2 separate regions of the Sus scrofa genome follow, and region 1 is linked to region 2. Evidence: chromatin contacts called from public Hi-C data. All regions are on one chromosome and are shown on one strand. The core of a region is the stretch at or near the end of the contact, and the rest is flanking DNA. Distances in the headings are between cores, read along the strand shown.

What was found. A called contact is a pair of places that touch in the nucleus more often than the background predicts.
Region 1: a contact with region 2 is called in a Hi-C map of fetal heart ventricle, with 2.8 times the contacts expected there. The contact joins the promoter of TMEFF1 here to the promoter of MSANTD3 in region 2. A contact is called at or near these places in 2 of 47 Hi-C or Micro-C datasets (fetal heart ventricle and liver).

What each region holds. Positions count from the first base shown.
Region 1 is chr1:242,212,365-242,216,208 of Sscrofa11.1, reverse strand. TMEFF1 (tomoregulin-1) reads right to left here and starts at 1,254. Exons shown (of 10, transcript XM_005660298.3): 1 at 625-1,254. The coding sequence starts at 814.
Region 2 is chr1:242,166,612-242,170,523 of Sscrofa11.1, reverse strand. MSANTD3 (myb/SANT-like DNA-binding domain-containing protein 3) reads right to left here and starts at 1,602. Exons shown (of 3, transcript XM_005660297.3): 1 at 1,328-1,602.

The DNA.
Region 1 (3,844 bases), core at 5-2,504, 46 kb before region 2:
AACAGAGGGTCTCTTTAGGGTCCCAGTACTTTCTCTGCTCATATCCACAGACCAGGGGCATGCTAAACCCCAGGCGCCCACCTCTTAACCCAAAACACACACACACACAGTCACTCTACATGGCCAATCCGCATCCTGTGGGCCACCCGTTCCCTTTACCCACACGGCCCCTGAGACCTCAGTGCCCCAAGAAAACCTTCCCACAACATGGTCACTATCCTGGCCTCTCACCATCACAGAAATACATAGAAAACCCCTGCCAGGGGCCGCCCTCCCTACCCTGAGCCTTCACAACACAAACTCACGCTCCCGCGTGCACACCCACGATCATACCGGCAGCCCGGCCGGCTGCCTTCCCCTGCCTGGCGGGGCCTCACCACCTCCCAACACGCCCGGCCGCCCGCGCGCAGCCACTCGGCACACTTGGACGCACGCACAGCCACTCCCCGGCCCCACGCGGGTCCCCAAGCCCGCACTGTGCGCTCGCGCCCTGCCCTCCGCCCGGATCCTGGGATCCCCACGCCGGGGCCTGGCTCGGCGGGGTCGCGGGTACCAGGAGGGAGGCGGCGGCGGGGCAGAGGGAGGGAGGGAGGGGCCGCCGAGACGCTCTCTGGCCAGTCCTACCTGAGCAGTTGATGCTCTTGCCTTTGCCGCCGGGACAGTCCCCGCCGCCGCCGCCACCCGGGGGCTGGTTGGACGCGCGGCTCCCGGGCAGGGAGAAGGCGAAAAGCAGAAGCACCGACGTATAGCAGCAGAAGGCGAGCGGAGGCGCGGCTGGCAGCCGGAGCGGCGCCTCAGCGGCCGCGGCGCCCATGACTGGCGCCCCTGGACGGCGGGAAGCGCAGGGAGCCGCAGGCCCGGGGCATCCAGCCGCACGCCGGGAGCCCAGCCGCTGCCTGGGCGCCTCCTAGCAGCGGCGCCGCTGCGCCCGGGAATGGCCCCTCAGCATCCCCGCCCCACCGGCAGCTCCCGCCAGGCCTGAGCCCGCCGCGCTCGGGACAGAGTCGGAGGGTCGGGGCGCGTGCGAGGGGCGGGTGCGCGCGAGGGTGCGAGCCCGCGTGGGGGAGACAGACCGAGGCCGGGGAACGAGCGGGCGCGCGCGCCGCGGGCGGGGGTCGCGGGGCGGGGGCAGGCCCAGTTCCTCGCTCGCCTTTTCGCCTTTCCTTTGTGTCCGCTGCCGTCGCCGCCGCGTCACAAAGACCCCGGCCCGCCCGGTGAGGGGCGCGTGACAGAGCCGCCGGCGGGAGGGGTGGCTGCGACCCCGCCCCGCGCACACCCCCTGCGCCCGCGCCCGCAGCTCCGCCCCCGCCCGCGGCCGGCGCCGCCTCCGGGGGAGCTATTGTTCCAGCTGCCAAGCGGGAGGGCAGGGGGCGGGGGGGGCGCGGCCGCCCTTCGGTCCGGCCTAAGAGGGGGTTGGTGGGTGCCTAGGAGTATCCGAAGGCAATACCCTAAGAGATGTGTTTGCCGCCCTTTGTAGGCATTTTAAAGTGTTTCCTCGGCTCAGCAGCCAGGCTGGGAAAGGGCAGGTGGTCTATTATATAGGTATTTTCTAGGTGATGAAATTGAGCCGCGAAAAAGTGAAGGTGACTTGTCCAAGGTCACGTACGTACGAAGAAACCGACAGGACCAGAACTGGAACTTTGGTTCTGACTCCAGCAATGTAGTTCTTAGAGATGGGTGTAAATGACCAAATTACTCAAATCTTCATTCCCCACTCTATTGCCACAAACACCAACTGAATTTAAAGAAGTTTTTAAAATTATGTATTGTCCTCTCCCACAAATAACAGCTAATGTTTAGATACGGTGTGCTATGTACAAGACCTGAAGGAGCTCTTTGCGTGAATTCGTTCCGGTTCTTTTTTACAGCCCCACAAGGGAGTTTCAGGCCATTCTGCAGAGGAAGGAGTTGAGACCCAGAAAGGTAAAGTAATCTGACTCCCAGTCCAGTGATCTTCCTACCTCGAAGTGCCAAGTGAGACCCAAACACAGGCGGTAAGATTATAGACTGAATTGCTTTAAATTCCTCTGCTTTAAAAAAAAAAAAAAAAAAAAAAAAAAAAAAAATCTGTTATGCTACCTCTCACCTCAGAAGGAATTTTTAAAACTCGTTGAAAACCTGATAATTTTGACTCATAAAATTTTTTATTTGTTTGTTTGTTTGTTTGTTGTTTGTGTTTGTTAGGGCCTCACCTAGGGCCATATGGAAGTTCCCAAGCTAGGGGTCAAATTGGAGCTGCAGCTGCCGGCCTACAGCACAGCATCTTGGGATCAGAGCAGCATTTTCGACCTACACCACAGCTCACAGAATAGTGGGAGCCTTAACCCACTGAGCTGGAGGCCTGGGATCCAACCCACATTTTCATGGATGCTAGTCATGTTTGTTACCGCTGAACCAGACAGGGGGGACGACTCTGTAAAATGTTTTAAATGTGTGAAAAGCCACCATAAGCAAAGCCACATTAGGGATAATATCTTTGATACAAATAGGAGACAACATACTTAATATAAATAAGTAATGTAAGTCAGGAAGATAAAGCTGATATTGTAGAAAATGGGAAGCTAGCGTGTCTTATTTGCATAAAATACAGACAATAAATACATGAAAAGATATTTATTTAGACCCACCAGTAATAAAAGGCAGATTAAAATACAAAATTTTTTTTCTGTTGATGACTAACAAGAGTGAAAAGAAATGACAAAACCTAGCACTATTAATTTGTATGTTTGAGGAGGGCAATTCAGCTTTGTATCAAAAACCTTTAAAATGTTTATTCTTCAATTAGCAATTCCGTGTATTGGAATTTATCCTAAAGAAATAATTGGACAAATGCACAAAAACAGATATATGGATATTCATCGCAGCCTTTTTATAGTAGTAAATAGAATCTAAATGTCCATCTGTGGGAACTAAAGTATGGTACTCTTTATATAGTGGAGTATTATGCAACTTTAACTATGATGACTAGGATGGTGTTTACAGACATGAAAAAAGGATACTAATGAGCATGTATTAAAAAATCCTTTTTTTTTCTGAAGTAGGCATGTGTGTACACATCCATAGGAAAATAGTCCAGAAAAATATACAGCAATATACTAGAAGTGGTTATCTCTGAAAGGTGGGCTTATGAGTAAAAGATTCCTGTCCTTTATACTTCTCTGTATTGTCCAAATTTTTTCAGTGAAAATTTTTATTGTTGTAACTTTAAAAGGCTATTTCCTTTTAAATTATACTTTTCATCATGCTTTTTTATATAAATTCACATTTGTAGCATTAAGATTGCCTCAAACCTCTAAACTGAGCAATGGCATGGCTAAAATTGTTATAGCTAAAATTCAACTGGCCTCTGAAACAAATGTGATCTCAGCTTCCTAACTGCCAAGCCACAGCTGAAGGCTCCTTTGCACACTTCTCCTTCAGCAGCTTCTCTGCTAAGCTTGACCTCCCTGGTGCTTCTTTCCTGTCCTGTGTTTTGGCTCTCCCAGTCCCAGTGTTCTGCCTTTAATCATCATTTAACTGCTAACCATAGCCCAGGCAGAAATACTAAGGGGAAAACATCCTTAAATAAAAAGCAAAAGCCCTATGGCCATAAATCACAGATAATTTACTTCTGCATCTTTCTCCAAATCAGGTAAGAAAAAGTCAACACAGATTTCTCAAAAGTTTTCAAATTGGAAAGAACTATACTTCATAAACAGTTATTCTCTGACTTCAATCATTCAATCTCAAAAGATCTTAAGAGGTACAAACTACCATTACATTTAGAATGGATAAACAACAGGGTCCTACTGTATAACACAGGGAATTATGTCCACTCTCTGGAATAGACCGTGATAGAAAATAA
Region 2 (3,912 bases), core at 353-2,852:
CTGACATGCATGCTGAAATGAAGACCCCTAGCCCTGATATCATCCTATCTCCTGGATTTGAAAGTATAACAAACACATCCCTGCATCCTATAATCACTCTCCTGATACTGCAGAAACATTTATAATCTAAAATGTTATGATACCTAAGAAATACCCAATCTCCTGAATCAAAACAGGGAGACCAAATTCTTCTCCATTTCCTATTCCTAAATAAAGATTACTTGTGCAATTTACAGTAGCTACATCCACAGCGCTAGTGCGATGATTTAATTAGGTAACTCATGCCAACTGTTTGGTACTTAAGGCCTGGTACATAGAAAGTACTCAAAATTTAGCTATGATCATTTATGTACATTAAATGATCATAGATAGGTACGCCTCTCACAATAGCGCCTGGGAGTGCAGGCATTACCTCGAGCACTCCACCGCCACCGGCCCCCAATCTCACCCCCATTTACAGAAGCAGCACCCAGGGCTGGAAGTAAAGGCGCTTTCCCAAGGTCAGGCAGTCACCGATGGGATGCTCGGCTTTCGGCCTCCGAGTAAGGGATCCCTCCCCATTACACCCCTGAAAGGGGCACAAGAGGTCTTAAAGGAGACAAGTATGGAAAAGCGCCGAGCACAGTGCCCAGCATACAGTGGGGACCCCGGGATGGATAGACCTGGGGACTGTGGGTCATCTGGATTCCTCCCAAACGGCTCCTCAGTCCCGGGAGGTCTAGAGTCCTCCGACCCCAGTGCGCCGCCTCATCTCCCGGAGATCTGCGCCCTGGGGCTTTGTACGCTGCAGGCCGGCTCCACTCACCGAGTCCCATCAGGACGCGCGGAGTCTGCCGCCCGGCCTGCGGGGCAGGGGTCGCGGCGCCTGGGCCGGAAGCCCGCCCAGGCTGCCCCGCGGCCCCGGCACGCCTGGCCCGCGCCTCCGCCGACCCCAGGCCCGCGCCCCCGCCCCGAGGCAGCCAGCCCGGCCGGGGAGCCTCCTACCTGCAGCGGCGGCGCGGCGGCCGCGGCGATCGGGGGAGGGGCCGGCGAGATGCAAGCGCGGGCGGCCTCGGCTCCTCTGGCAGGCTGGGCCGCCGGGAGGGCCGCGGGCTCCGGAGCGCCGGGCAGCGGCGGCGCGCCCCCGGCCGGCCAGGCCCCGCCACGCGCGCAGCAGCCACAAAGCCCGGGAGCCGCCGCCCCCTTGCGGGCTGCCGGCCGCCTGCGGGTCCGCCGGCGCCGAGGAGGGCGGGAGCGCGGCCCCGCGCAGTCCCCACCTCCCCAAGCCTGGGCCGCCGGCTCCCCTGAGGCTCTGGGCGGGGCGCAAAAGGGACCCCAGCCTACTCACCACTATCCCTCTAGGCTGACATTCTTGTGCTAATTGAATTCCCTCTTCCCACCTTGGCGGACGAGCTCCTGAAGGGCCTTAAAAACTGTTTCATTTCCACGAAGAACAACAAAAGAATGCATTTGTCGCAAGGGATTTGGCGGCCATGGGCACAAATTAGCTCAATCCAAGCTCTCCGTCGGATAAAGGCTCCTTTTCTTTCTGGGTACCTGACTACTTGAGTAGCCAACACTCTGCTGGGTTCATCTCAGAGTTTTGTTTTGTTTTGTTTTTTTAATTTGCGAGATGTGTCTCCCCCTAGGCTTTGCGCTCAAAGGGTAGAGACTATAACTCCTGCAGCCCAGGACCTGGTTCAGTCACTGTATGCTGAGTAAATTGGAATTTATGTGCTGACGAATGAATTTACAACATATCCAACTGTAGGACAAACCACCTTTCACCGTACCCTGACAAGGATAGGGGCTAGGTGTTTCTTTTCCCAGAATCCTTGGTAAGATTCCAAGCTCAGAAGGGCCGAGAGGGCTGTTGAGCTTTCCCTTGTTCTAATTAACATGACATTCATCTGACATAAAAATAACCTTTTTAAAATCAACAATCCAGTGGTATTCATTACATTCACAATGTTGAACAACCTCATCTTCTCTGTCTAGTTCTGAAATATTATTACCCCAAAAGGAAACTCCACACATAGCACTCACTTCCTATTCCCTCTTCTCCTCAACCCTAAGTAAACCACTAATTATTTTCTGTCTCTCCAGATTTGCCTCTTCTAGACATTTCACATCAATGGACTGGTATGTAGTCTTTTTTGTCTGGTCTCTTTCATTGCACATATGTTTCAGGGTTCCTCCAGATTGTAGCATGTATCAGTACTTCATTCCTTTTTATGGCTAAATAATATTCCATTGTTTGTATACCACAATGTGTTTATACGTGTATCCATTAATGGATATTTGTGTCATTTCTACCCTTTGACTATTGTGGATGGTGCTGCTCTGAACATGCCTGTAAATGTATTTGTCTGTATATATGTTTTCAATTATTTGGGGTATACACCTAGGATTAGGCTTGCTGGATAGGGTAATTCTACGTTTAGTTTTTTGAGGAACGGCCAAAAAGTTTTTCCATACTGGCTAAATGAATGATTTTACCTTCCAGTCAGCAATACATGAGGATTCCAAATTCTCCACAACCTCACCAACACTGGCTATTTTTCTTTTCTTTTCCTTTCTTTTCTTTTCTCTTCTCTTTCTTTCTTTCTTATTCCTTGAATATACATGAGGCTATTGCCACCCTCCCAGCTCCCACAACCTAGCTGCACATGACCCAGAGGCTAAGAGGCTGAGCCAGGTCTTTTGACTGCAAAGAAACACCTAAACACTTCTAGGGAGAGAAGCACCAATTAAAAATAAGGACCCTTTCTCTAACTTAGAGTTATACTGCTCCTTTTTTTTAACAACAGTTTGTCTGGTGTCCAAGTAGCTTGAAACTGTCCAGAGAACTTGGAAACCAAGACCATCTGGAGGGAGCTGCTATTGGCAAATAAATTCCGTGACACTCACTTCACTGGAACCCAAGGCAGTACACCATTTCCACTTAGAATTTTCCACTGTAGAGCCATGTTAGACATCCATGACAATTTCCTTTTTAATGGGGATACAGTCAAAAGAAAACTATTGAGGTGTGAAAATAGAAAGTTGATTTAGATTGGAAATTTGATTGACAGGTGTTACCATGGGGGGAAAGTACTAAGAGACAGAAAGTAATGTGAATCCTGATTTCACTGCTTATATTTTTGCAAACTAAGTTAACCTCTTAGATCTCTTAGTTTTCTCATTTCTAAGGTAGGAATAATAATACCTACCAGCCAGGGTGGATGAAAGCATCTAGTCTTGACTTCAATACGTGATCAGTATCATTATTATTTTTGTTGTCATTGCTCATTTTAAATAATGATTGCCATGAACCACATGCAGAAATGCTGCTAAGGAAACAGAAAACTCAATATTTAATCATGTATCTCCTCCTCAAATCAAGAGAGTAAACTATCTCCAAAACAAATGTTTCAGGGGTATCTTATGATGTGCGATGTGGTCACTGCCCTCCCAGCTCTCTTGTTCCCTAACTTAGCTCCCTCCTTATTCTCTGCTTTTGGACAAGCTTCCTAAACTTTGTGAGTCTTATGTGTTAAGTGACCCTACTTAATAGGATTGTTTGAGGATTCAATAAGGTATTGCATTTGTAAAAGGCTTAGTACAGTGCAAATTACATAAAAGTCAATAAACATTAGCCATTATTTATTATTATTATTATTATTTGCTGCACCCACAATGTGTAGACGTTCCCAGACCATGGACCCAAGCCACTGCAGTGATAACACTATCCTTAACCCACTGTGCCACAAGCCAACTCCATATTGTTAATAATAAAGCTGCTATAACTTCTCTGTGGAGTTAATAAAAGGGTGGAGTCAAAGGAAGCCATAGGAGTCACTCATCCCATGGTGTAATTTGTCCCTTCCTCAAGTACAGGAGGTCTATTCCCATGATGGAGGTGAGTGATGCACTGAACTCTGATAGCTTGTT